Regions from separate parts of the Macaca mulatta genome. Here all the other regions are linked to region 3. Evidence: chromatin contacts called from public Hi-C data. All regions are on one chromosome and are shown on one strand. The core of a region is the stretch at or near the end of the contact, and the rest is flanking DNA. Distances in the headings are between cores, read along the strand shown. Region 1 overlaps NTM (neurotrimin). Region 2 overlaps NTM (neurotrimin). Region 3 overlaps NTM (neurotrimin). Region 4 overlaps NTM (neurotrimin).

What was found. Hi-C and Micro-C count contacts between places; a contact is called where the count stands out from the background.
Region 1: a contact with region 3 is called in a Hi-C map of fibroblasts, with 2.0 times the contacts expected there. The contact joins two enhancer-like sites. A contact is called at or near these places in 2 of 14 Hi-C or Micro-C datasets (fibroblasts and liver).
Region 2: a contact with region 3 is called in a Hi-C map of fibroblasts, with 2.2 times the contacts expected there. The contact joins two enhancer-like sites. A contact is called at or near these places in 3 of 14 Hi-C or Micro-C datasets (fetal cortex germinal zone, fibroblasts and liver).
Region 4: a Hi-C map of fibroblasts shows a contact between it and region 3, with 2.6 times the contacts expected there. The contact joins two enhancer-like sites. A contact is called at or near these places in 2 of 14 Hi-C or Micro-C datasets (fibroblasts and liver).

Annotation. Positions count from the first base shown.
Region 1 is chr14:131,989,396-131,992,227 of T2T-MMU8v2.0, reverse strand. The region is part of intron 1 of NTM (neurotrimin); the gene reads right to left. Among named protein-coding and RNA genes, the nearest start is that of NTM, 380 kb to the right of the region's middle. Within about 2 kb of position 1,462, at least 6 of the 40 cell types and tissues checked have an H3K27ac peak or open chromatin away from gene starts, as enhancers often do.
Region 2 is chr14:132,366,226-132,369,189 of T2T-MMU8v2.0, reverse strand. The region is part of intron 2 of NTM (neurotrimin); the gene reads right to left. Among named protein-coding and RNA genes, the nearest start is that of NTM, 750 kb to the right of the region's middle. Within about 2 kb of position 1,684, at least 10 of the 40 cell types and tissues checked have an H3K27ac peak or open chromatin away from gene starts, as enhancers often do.
Region 3 is chr14:132,149,793-132,152,772 of T2T-MMU8v2.0, reverse strand. It overlaps NTM (neurotrimin), which reads right to left. Exons shown (of 12, transcript XR_013404437.1): 2 at 822-906. Among named protein-coding and RNA genes, the nearest start is that of NTM, 540 kb to the right of the region's middle. Within about 2 kb of position 1,667, at least 8 of the 40 cell types and tissues checked have an H3K27ac peak or open chromatin away from gene starts, as enhancers often do.
Region 4 is chr14:131,937,418-131,940,206 of T2T-MMU8v2.0, reverse strand. The region is part of intron 1 of NTM (neurotrimin); the gene reads right to left. Among named protein-coding and RNA genes, the nearest start is that of NTM, 320 kb to the right of the region's middle. Within about 2 kb of position 1,511, at least 6 of the 40 cell types and tissues checked have an H3K27ac peak or open chromatin away from gene starts, as enhancers often do.

The DNA of each region.
Region 1 (2,832 bases), core at 213-2,712, 160 kb after region 3:
ATAACTTAAAGTCTCTAAGGAGACACCGAGAAGGATCCAGGGCCACCGCACACAGATGTGTAGATCCTGCACAAAGGTGGCGACACCCAGTCTCAGGAATAAAATAGAGTTTTCTCTCAAAAATAAATGCAAGGTAAGTATTTGGAAAGACAGAGAGAAATGATAACATTAGGGGATTGGTGCTTTCTCTCCGTTGAGTGTAAGCAGGTGCTTGCCACCTAAGGTCAGGGGGACTGTAAGGAAACAAACCAAGGCTCACAGCGCTCCCAGACAGCATGCCCAGCTTGCTTTCATCCGGCACTCTCAGAGCAACTGCTGCATCCAGGAAATCTGCCCAATGTGAGAAACACAGGAACGTTTAAGATTCGGTGTTTGCCCTGCACAGCTAACAGGAAAATGTACTGGTATCCTGTATATGAAACGATGATGCCTGTAATCCCAGCACCTTGGGAGGCTGGGGAAGGTGAATCACCTGAGGTTAGGAGTTCGAGACCAGCCTGGTCAACATAGTGAAACCCTGTCTCTACTAAAAATACAAAAAATTATCTGAGCATGGTGGTGGGCACCTGTCATCCCAGCTACTTGGGAGGCTGAAGCAGGAGAATCGCTTGACCTGGAAGGCAGAGGTTGCAGTGAGCCAAGACCACGCCATTGCACTTCAGCCTGGGCAACAAGAGCAAAACTCCATCTCAAACAAAACAAACAAACAACAACAAAAAAACAGTGACAAAGCAGGGACATAAGTCAACAATAGAGGTGTGTCCCGGGGGCTGAGGGATCAAGGTAGGGACCATCTAGCAAGTCAAATTCTTTCAATTATTAAAAGAAAAATCATATTTTCCCATAGCATGTAGCCTATAAATGTCATAAGGACATGCATTCTTCTTGCCATTTTTGGATGCTCACTCGGTGCCAGACACAGCTCTGAGCACTTTGCAAGCTCTGTGTCATTTCCTCTTCATAGCAACCCTGGGAGTGGGTATCAGTATTATTCCCTTATTACATGCCAGGAAAGTGTGTCTTACACATCTTCATCCATCCAAGGTCACATTCTTAGGAAGTGGCTAAGCTGGGGTTGAAACTCAGGTCCCTGTGATCTGTACCACTGTGCTCCTGATCACTTTTGGACTTTCAGTACTGAGTTGATTCAGAATGACTTCATCCGGAAGTAAAGTTGGCTGCATCTGTTGTAGCTTCTCCAGGGCCCACTACTGTTTCAACTGTTGATTTATCACGGTGCCCAAAGAGTGTTGATTATTTATGTGCAATGGTCATGATCTAAGTGCTGAGGACATATGCTGCTCTATGTCCTTTCTTTTCTGTCTGAACAAAATGAGGAGGCAGGCCACAGAGGTGCACCCAAGAGAAAGGCCGAGTCGGGGCCCCTCTGATGTCAAAAGCCCCTGTGCTGTGAGAGGAGCAGGGCCGCCTGGCACTGGGCACCGTCCAGCCCCATACACTTCTGCAAGCTTTCTGTCCAGAGGCCAAGCCTCCAGGGGAGTGGAGAGAAAGAGAAGGAGTGCCGGGCAGTCCCCTCCCATCTGTTTTGCAGAGGAGAGCCATTCTGAAAAAGCACAACGGATTAAATAAATTAAAAGAATTGCACCCCCCTGGGAACATTCTCAAAACAGAAAGTCATTTGAACCGATGTGTGATTCACTCAGAGCCTCTCTCCTTATAGGAAACGAATACAATCAAATTAAAATCACTTCGTGGAGTAAGAGGCAGTGGATGGGCACGGGGAGAAGGGGGTAGGTCATGGAAGGCACAGTGTTTACAAAGCCATTAAAGGAGAATGAATAGATCTAGACTGGTCCCAAAAGGCAAAGAAATGTGAATTTTCACATATAAATAGAAAACGTTTAGAACGGTATTAATTCAAGACCGAGCGGCTAATGCCTTTCCATGTTAGCCGGGTGTGCGGCGTCTGCTTAGCTGCACTGACCCCTGCTGGTGAGAATCCAGAATTATCTGCTGCTCCGCGACTGTTTTCAGACACGTCCAGGGTCCTAGTGACCGCGTGGCAAGCGTGTGTCCACCGTCACGTACTACATGGTACGTGACCTGGACGCCTAACCGAGAACCACTTTGCCACTACAGCACCCAGAACCTACTAGAGTATCTGGCACATAGTAAAGCCTTAACAGACTTGGTTGAGTAACTATATGACCAAGCATGTACAATTCTAACACCTAATTGAACAAATTTAGCTTATGGCACCTTTATCTTGTATGAACAGTGACATCAAAACTTCTTGAACACAATCAATGGATTCTGCTAAGAAAGATGTATCAGGTAATACTAAAGTCACAATACACAATGGCAGGTGTCGTGGTGCCTGGCGAGTGCAGTGGAGGGCCTGTTGTCAATCATGGTGACACAGTGGTGATGTGTTGGTTGTGTCCTGGTGGAGGCATTCCTGGGATCACAGGATATTGAGGAGCTTGTCAGACTAAGGAACAGGGGGAGGGGATTCCATGCAAAGACAATACAATGTCAATGGCAGAGACATGAAAAAATTGCATGGAGCTTTCAGGAAACTCCCTTGCTGTTGCTGGCAGTTCCAGTGAGAGGCAGGGCTGGCAGTGGCAGACATTTAAGAGGTCATGTGACACAAGGTTCTCTGGATCCCGAGATCCAGAAAAGCTTGAGATCACCCTATGGTCCATGTGACCCCACAGAAGTGTTTGACATTTAGAAGCAACATGGTTTATTTTGCATTTTATTTACACCACTCGGCTCAGATGTGGAAGATGATTTCAGGGGTATGGAAGGAGAATAACGAAGGCCAAGAGTCCAGCTACAAAGCTACTGCATTTAGTAGGAATGCAA
Region 2 (2,964 bases), core at 435-2,934, 220 kb before region 3:
ACCCCACCCCATCCAACCCATCAACACACACATATACACACACACGCGCGCGTGCAATTCTTTTGCAAACCACACTTTTCCAGGGGCACTTTCTAAAGAGAATTCTTCACTCAATAACCTGCTGGGAGTAGTGACACCAACTCATCCGGAAGAAAAATTCCCACACTGTCAATAGTGATTTCTGACCTTATCAGCCTCTTGTACCTGTGTGATCCCCTGGCAAGTTACGTTGGTTGGGTGAACTACACCCACAACTATAACCCACTGGAAGGTTCTTTGAGGCTCCTGTTTCTGCATGAAGGAGATATACATCTGGACAGCCTGGGGCCAGTCCGCAAAGATCTGAGGATGGTCCCTGGAGAGGCAACATCTGATGTCGTGCTCTCTACAGTCCCTGGGCAGCTTCTAAATTCTACAGCTGAGAGAGTAAACGGGACTAGCAACAGTTGAGATGTAACATTTTGTATGCATATTCAAAAGGCATTCATTATCTGCAGGACATTGTTTAGAAATTGCTCTACTATTTAATTTGTGATAAATGATTAGTAAACATGTTTATCAATGTAAAAAACCACTCGCAGAACAACTTTAATTGGATTCACATACTTCAGTGTCTGGGAAAGCTGAGAAGCAAACCATCCTATACCACTGCCATGTGCTTCTCCTCTCCAGCATCCTCTCCCCAGCCACCTGCCCTCAGACTTCATCTACAACCCCAGATAGCCCTTCTGCCAAATGTAAACTGACGGTCACAGGGAAAAGTAGAGGACATATGGATGAGAGTGCCCAAATATGAGAATATCCTTTGTTGACAAACGCCAGAAGAGTGTAAATATTTCAGAGGGCCAACGCCCAGGCCAGCATCCCACTTGGTTCAGTCCCTTGGATGGGGAAGGGTGGATCTAAGACAAGAGCTTGGCTCTGGGACTCGCAGACTATAAAGTCAGACTTCACTAAGTCTGCCGGCATGACATTCGTTCTCCTATTAATAGCAACTTCTTCCATTTGCTCGCCCCAGAAAACAAAATGAATGAGGCTTGGCTGCGAATGTAGGAGAGAATAAAACCCAGGATGGCAATAAATCGGAGTGCAGAGTGGCAGACACTGTAATCTGCCGGAATGCCGCTCTGGCTCAAGGAAAAGAACCTCTTTGGGGAAGCAGTGGAGGGAATCAATGCCCATAAAAGCATCCAAGGCAGCAAGCCACAGCAGAAAAGACACATACTGTTGACCAGCACATGCAGCAGATTGCTGGTTGTAAAACAAAATAGAAAGTCATTAAAAAGGTGGGCAAAGGGCATGATTGTGCGATGTGGATGTCACAGGGGACCTGTGTTATAGAGGGCTCAGGACTCCCCATCCGTCAGAAGGTCAGCATCGCCGAGACTGCCTGGAATCCCACACTACAGATCCCTGTCTCTGCGCTCACCGCAGCAAGGTGAGAGATGGGTTAGTATTTATTGCCACTTATGTAATAGGTCTATTTGGAAACACATTCTGACTCGCTTATCAGGGTATTAATACATCACAGCATATTGAGCTGTATTCATTTTGGGTTCGGGTTGCTTTAACCAAAGACTTTCCTGGGAAGCCTGCCAGGGCATGTTTTTCTGGAATGAGCTCCCTTTTCCGCCTCATTCACCACCTTTCGATCCACCAGAGGGCAGAGTCAACCCGTACGACTCAGGCTCAGGGACTCTGGGGGGCAGTCTGAAATAGGAGGTGTTTTGGGAGAACACACTAGAAAAGCAAAGGCCTGAAAAAGTTATTCCTCCTGGAAGCTGGAGATGGAAATAGTTTCTGGAACTCTCAGGATCATAAGACTGACAATAAGGCCCGAAAGAAGCAAGTGAATGTGCCGTGCCTCAGTTTCCCAACATTTGAAAGGAGCAGATGCTTGAATCCTTTCCAACTCACCCTGTAAATGAAACCACGCTTTACAAGTCACGGAAAACAAACACCTCTCACAGCGAAGGAGGGGCAGCTGGCAGAGAAACAGGCTGCAAGGTCGCAGCCAGCACAAATCGGAAAAAGGCAGTCTGGAGGCTTCTTCCCTCCTTCTCGCTTCCCTCTCCCCTTGCCTCCTGGTAGGGCTTTCTCCTGCATTTCCATTCTTGCCCTCTTTCTCCTTTTCTTTCTTGTGCTAGTTTGGCTGCCCTCTCCAGCTCCTCTCCTCTTGGGAGAAATAAAAGTAAAACCAAAAGCAACTCCTAGGGAAGAAATGACAGCTGCTGCTTCCTCCCCCTCCTCCTGCCCCCGCCACGGGAGGTGGCCGCGAAGTCCCCGGCACACTGCCAGCGATGGTGAGAGCTTTGATTTCCAATCTGATCGCCTCATTTTGTCAGCCTCTGCATAACACAAACAGCTCAGCCCCCATTTATCACAGAAAAGAAGTGGGTGATGGAAGGAAAAAAAGTAGAAGGAACACCTTCCTCTCCCATAATAAATAACTGGCACAGGCATCTCCTGTCACCCTCAGGATTGTCCCTGGTGTGTATCTCCCTACCTTGCCATTAAGAAGTAACTCACCACAGCTGGGCTGGAGAGAAACAGTATCTCCCTGCTATTGTTCACAGTGTTCTTGTGCTGACAATTTCAATCCATCAGACTTTTCTTCTGCAAAGAATTGATGGACTCAGGATCCTCTGGCTCCCAGCTGTTTGTATTTCTGCACTCATTCACGCACCCAGGTGGCGATACCCTCGTGCCCACTCAGTCTCCCACTCCCACACCTCGCAGGGGCACCTGGGGACCCAAGGTGCTTATGGAAAGCGAGGCTGCACCTTTCCTGGGCTGCGCTTCCTCCTCTGCTAACAGCCCACTCATCCCCCTTGCCTGGGACCCCCGTTGATCTCTCCCACATACACATGCACGCACACACACACCCCACATACCACAGCACACACCCAGCCACACACACACCACACACCACACATACCACACAGCACACACAGAAACACACCA
Region 3 (2,980 bases), core at 418-2,917:
TGGAATCATTCTACCTTACACAAAGCATAACCGACATTCTTCTTCTTCTCCTCCTCCCCCAGTGCCTGTAAGCCTTAACCCCAGAAGCCAATCAGGACCCAACCCAACACTGAAACCTAGTTTCTCTTCAGTAGACGAGTTTTGCACGTACTGTTTTGGTGGACAGCAGGAACAGAACACAGTTCACCACAGTAAATGCCATTTTCCACGGACAAATCAGACTCCATGACTCGGGCCTCAGAAAGCCACGTTCAGACAGGAGAAAGCACCTCTGTCTGCTTACCAGCTCACGCCATGAGGGCACCCCAGGAAAGCCCGGGCACAGTCAGACCCAGGACAAAACAGCGGCTCTCCCAGAGTGCAGGAGCCAGGGCTGGCAAAGCCCCATGGCATGGGCAAGTGGGGGCATTCACTCCAAGCCAGACCCCTCCTTTGGGACTCATTAACTTCAGAGAAGACTGCTCACGGGGAGCCCCTCCAAGCCCCCTGTCACCACGGCCACCAGGCTCAGGCACAGACAGTGCCAGGGACAAGTCCCTCAGTCTCAGCGACCACCTGGTCCAGCCACCCCTCACCCTTAACAAGTGCCTGAGCCGCAGAGGCCAGTTTTTGGGAAAAAGCTCACCGCCAGAACCTGAGCCTTTCCCCATGAATGCCACATTCCCGGGCAGAGCTCCCAGCACAGCCATAAATTGTGCAGCCCAGGGAACCAGCGACCTCTCCGCCAACCCAGGCACGACTCAGTGCACACACCTGCACCCCTGCCCCTTACCCCCACCCCATACAAATCATCAATTCGTAGAATAATGTCAGCTCCCTACCTGAGGGTGGCGCTCTCCCCCTGCCGGACCGTCACGTTGTCCATAGCTTTGGGGAAGGTGGCATCTCCGCTGCGCACGGGCACTCCTGTGGGTACAAGGAACAGCAGCCTGAGAGACACGACCACGAGGCACTTCCAGGGCAGGAACAGGTACCCACAGACCCCCATCCTCGACAGCCACAACTTCCCAGAACTCCGGCAGCCGCACGGCACACGCCCCCCGGGCGAGCACAGGAAGTGGGTGGGGTGCGGAGCGAGCGCGGGGACGGAGCGGTGAACTAGCGGCGACCGGGAGGCGCGGGGAGGAGAAAAGCGCGCAGACTCCTCCAAGTCTAATATTCCTCCCCCAAATCCAGCCTCGGCTTGCCAGCCTCGGAAAACCAGTTCCACGGCGGGCGGCCAAAGGGGGCTCCCTCCTTGCGGCTTCGGCCCGGAAGGTGGCCGAGGAGGGGGAAGCGCGAGGCAGGTGAAAGGTGTGGGCGCGCCTCAGGAGCCGCTTCTTCCCAGTGGCAGTTCAGACATGGCACTTTGGAGAGGAGTAAGCACTTTGGTACCGGAAGGGGACGGGGTGGGCTTCATCCAGCCACCCAGAGGCGGTCTGCAGTCCCTCAGTTCCAACAGGGGGAATCCAACACTTTGTAAGTTTCGGAGCCGGGCTCGCCACCGGAAAACAATCGGAAACAATAGCAGATGGGAAGTGGAGCTCGCAGGAGGCGCAGGGGTGGCGCGCGGAGGAGACGGCCGCGCGGGCTTCGTTCAATCCGGACCCGGGATCCTGCGGCAGCCGCCTCGCTCAACTTCCTCGGAGCCCAAATGCGCGCTGCAGCCGCGGCTCTCCGGCCGGGCTCGGCGGGGCAGGAGCTGCGGCGGTGGCAGAGGAAGGAGCGGCCGGGCGGCGGGAGCGGACCGCGGCGGCCCCTAGCTCGCTAGCTCGCTGGGGAAGGCGCGGCGCAGCCGGCACCGGAGCCGCGCGGACGCCAAGCTCAGTGGCCGCCCCCGGCCTCCGCGCCGCCTTCCTCCCGGGAGCAGCCCCGACGCGCGCGGGCCCCGACCGCCGGGGTTGTCATGGCAGCAGCTCCATCCCTGACCGCCACTTTCTCCCGGTGCCGCCTCGGAGCGAGCGGGCGGGCTGGCGGCGCGGATTGCGCTCTCATCCCGGCGGGCGGGCGCGGGGCGCAGGGCGCGGGCGCCCACCTTAACCCCCGCCGCGCCGGTCCCCGGCTGTGCACCAGCCCAGCCCAGGCCAGGCGTTTAACCATTTACGCGCTTCCAAATTAGGAAAAAAAGCAAAGTTACCGTGCAACCTTAATCAGCCCCAGACTTGAGATATCTTAAAAAGGGTCACAAACTAATTAACTGGGAAAGGAACACCCTGCAGCATGCATACATGCACCTTTAAAATGATCAGATTAATTCCGTTGGCATTCAGAGTAAATTCAGAGTGTTGGGAGGATGTTTTAGAAGAACCTCATAGTTATTCAGTAGTACAGCACCCACCCAGCAGCCCCCAAAAAGCTGCTCAAAACCCCAGAGACTCAACACTACCATTCTAGAGATCTGTCATATATAAAAACAAATCCAAAATCACAGAAGCCTCTTAGTGTGCGAAACTGGAAAAATCGCATCATCAAAATGTTGGTCAAGTTCAGACACCCACTTACATTCTTTATTCTTGTTTTGTCGCCATTAAAACATGCTGGGCCTGCAAAAGTGCTCACTTGGGTGGATGAGTGTGAGCCACTTGCTGTATTTATACAGCAGACTCCCAGTTTTCCTGGGCCTCACGCTCTGGCACAGCTGATTTCATCTTTAAGAGGTGTGTTTCTCAAATTCTTGAAACCCAGGGAGAGACTGCATTTGCCTCGGTCCCTGTCACTTCTCCTCTCTGGCTGCTGCTGGTCCTCCTGTGCCTGTATTATTATTTCTCCCTTAACTTCGGCTCTGAGGGAATGGCCTGCGTTTCCTTTCCCTGGCTGGGCCTGGTCCTTGTGCAAGGGGGAAGCACAGAGCAGCCCAGCAGGCACAGTGGTGGTGACATTAATAATGCTCCCTTCGCAGGGATTCCTAGAGCCCGGCTCCAGCCCTGACCCACATTCTCCTTGGGGATAGAGAGGAGGCAACAATGACTTTGTTTTTCCCCTGGACTTTCTATCAAACACA
Region 4 (2,789 bases), core at 262-2,761, 210 kb after region 3:
GAAAATGGAAACTCAATCTTGTGTGGTCTGATCCAGGCTTGTGGGCAGAAGGGAAGGTCCCTAAAACTTCCTATGTCTTCCTCTTTGGAGCCTAGTAAGTAATGGTGCTGGGTGCTGGTGTAACTTCTATCTCCCAGACAACCTTAACTCAAGCAACTTGAGACTCCCATACAAAACCATATCATCAAGCCCTGTTTTCCTGGGCTTGCATTCAACTCTCCTTCCTGCTGGCCTCCCCGGGTGCGTCTTGTGCTGTGTCATCCTTCTCCAGTCATCACACGACAATGAACACCCAACGTCACCCCACACCCCATACTGCCAAGGAAATTTCTTCTCTCTGAGGCTAATAGCTCTTTTTGTCCCAAGTACAATTAGCCATCCTTCCCCTAGGGGCCGGCTCCCTTTGGCTGTGGGTTCTTTCAAGTCTATCACATCAACACCACTTTCTGTTGAGAAGCTAGTTTATTGCAATGATAATTAGACATGCACCTTTCTGCACCACACGTCCAGTTTTTCTCATGCACTCCAGCCCTGTCCTTCGAGCGGCACACACACTGCAGCTGCTGTCACTCTCGGGGCAGGAGCAGAGTCCAGAGCACAGGTGTGAAGGGACATAGACCTCTGATAGATACTAGCTGTGTTTCCTTGGGGAAGTTTACCTCTCCGAGCCTCTTTCCTCAATGGAATATTGGGATGATAATCCTACCCAGGAGGTTGCCTTAAGGATTACTTGGGAAACGTCCATGTAAGACCTCTGTTACGACAAATGCTCAGACTTTCTGGTTCTCCATCCGACCCACTGCTCCATCCCCTAGTTCTCAAGGTGGGCATGTAGGTGAAGTTGCTCCTAAACACGCTCTATTCACAGATTGGACACTTGTGGAAGAGAAAAACACCCCACTTCAAAGGACAAAGGAGATTGAGAAGATTTGGTGGGTACAGAGGAAAGTGTCTGAGCTCTTGGACCAAAACCCGACTACCTCATTTCCTGGAAAATCATGTAACTTCTCTGAATTGCATTTAGAAAACCTGAATATGTGCCTCCTAGGATCACTCTAAAAATTCAGTGAGACAATGTGTATGAAAACATGTGCCGGCATGAAGGTTTGTGTAAAGTCATTCATTCAGGAAACCTTTCTGAGCTACCCCAATCCAGTCCTTGACATCATCTCAGGGGGAGCTGCTAGGTTTAGGACAAGCACAATAAAACCAATACCAAGCCTGAGGTGTGCAGGTGGCATCTGGGTGCCTGGCCAAGACACTAAGGCCATGCTCTGAATTCTCATACAAACCCAGTGCATATCTCGTCACAGAGATTTTTCTTTCCAGGGCGTGGGGGGTGGGTCCTAAAATCCTCAGCCTGTCCGTGACCCAGAACATTTTAAGGTGAGAATGTCCTGCACTACGCACCGTGTATTTCCTCTGGCAGACAGCTCCCCCCTGCAACCTCCCGGCGGCGGCGCGCCTCGCAGCCCATCCAACACTGCCCTCTGGTGGCAGCAGCTCGCAATTTCATGGCTCGCCGACGGCCCCTCTGCTGGCTCCTCCCTTCCCAGGCCGCGTTCAGATTGCCAGGGCGCTGAGCGGGTCCGAGGGCAGGCAGTTTCCCTGCGAGTTCCAGATTCCTACACGGTCAGCTGATCTTTCCTCTGCATTCACCCCCTACTCAGTCCTGAGTGATCATCAGGCTCACCTGATCCTGTTTAAAAGCCTTTATGCCCTTCAGAAAAGCTCAGGGTCTTGGCATAAAACCAAATCTGCTCCTTCGGTGAGAGCTCCTCTGTCCACACGTCCATTCTCGGCTCTGGGCCCGTCCTCCGGAGGTGCCAGCCCGCGGTTCCCAGGCCCAGCTCCCTGTCCTGCCTGAGGTCGTTCCTTGCATTTCCCGCTTCAGCCTTGCACGCCCTTTCCCGCCACCAAGCAAGGGGCTAAGCTCTTCAGAACCCAGAGGGATGTCACTTTCTCCATCCATCGGGCCTTCTCCGGCAACTCCCTCCCCCTACTCCGAGTTGGACGCAGACCTAAGTCCTGCTTCCCACTCTGTCACAGTCCTTTCCCACCAGACTCAGCTTCTAGACCCAGCAATGACATTTTGTTCGCATTTGTAAAAATCACCATAGCCCTAAGATAGAATACAGTGCTGCCCATGGAGACTCAATAAATGTTGAAGGAAAACCATATGCAGCTTGGGAACTAGAGGAAGAGTAGATGCTGCGAGGGTAACAAGTCATCACAATTACTTACATTCTCACTAATAATAATGGTCCTTATTGAACAGTTCTCATATGTAAGGCACCATTAAGTGCTTTAAATGCATGTTCTCATTGAATAGGCCTCTACATGATGTAGTGAGCATCTGCAAATACCATCTCATTTAGTCTTCTCAACAACCTTGGCAGGGAGGAGAACAAGTGTTAGATCCATGTGACAGAGGAGAAAAGGAAAGTTGGGGAGAGGTGGGTGACCAAGCATCCAAGAATAGTGTGAGAGGCCAGATTCTGCAATCTCTCTCCTAGTGACACAAGTCTGCTATACCTCATGAATACTCTGCCACCTTTTCCTGACAGAGACAGGTCTCCAGAGACGAAGTTAAACAGGAATGTGCTTCCACCTGCAGACCCAGGCTGTAAAAGCAATCATAGCTTCTCCTCTCTCGCTTCCAGTTTCTAATCAATTATGGAGGAAATGACAGTGGAGAGGGGAGGTGAGAGACACTCCATAGTGACTGCAGCTCATTGAAAAGATACCCGAGGCTTTGTCTCTGCAGCCACAATGCCCAGCTGGGAACA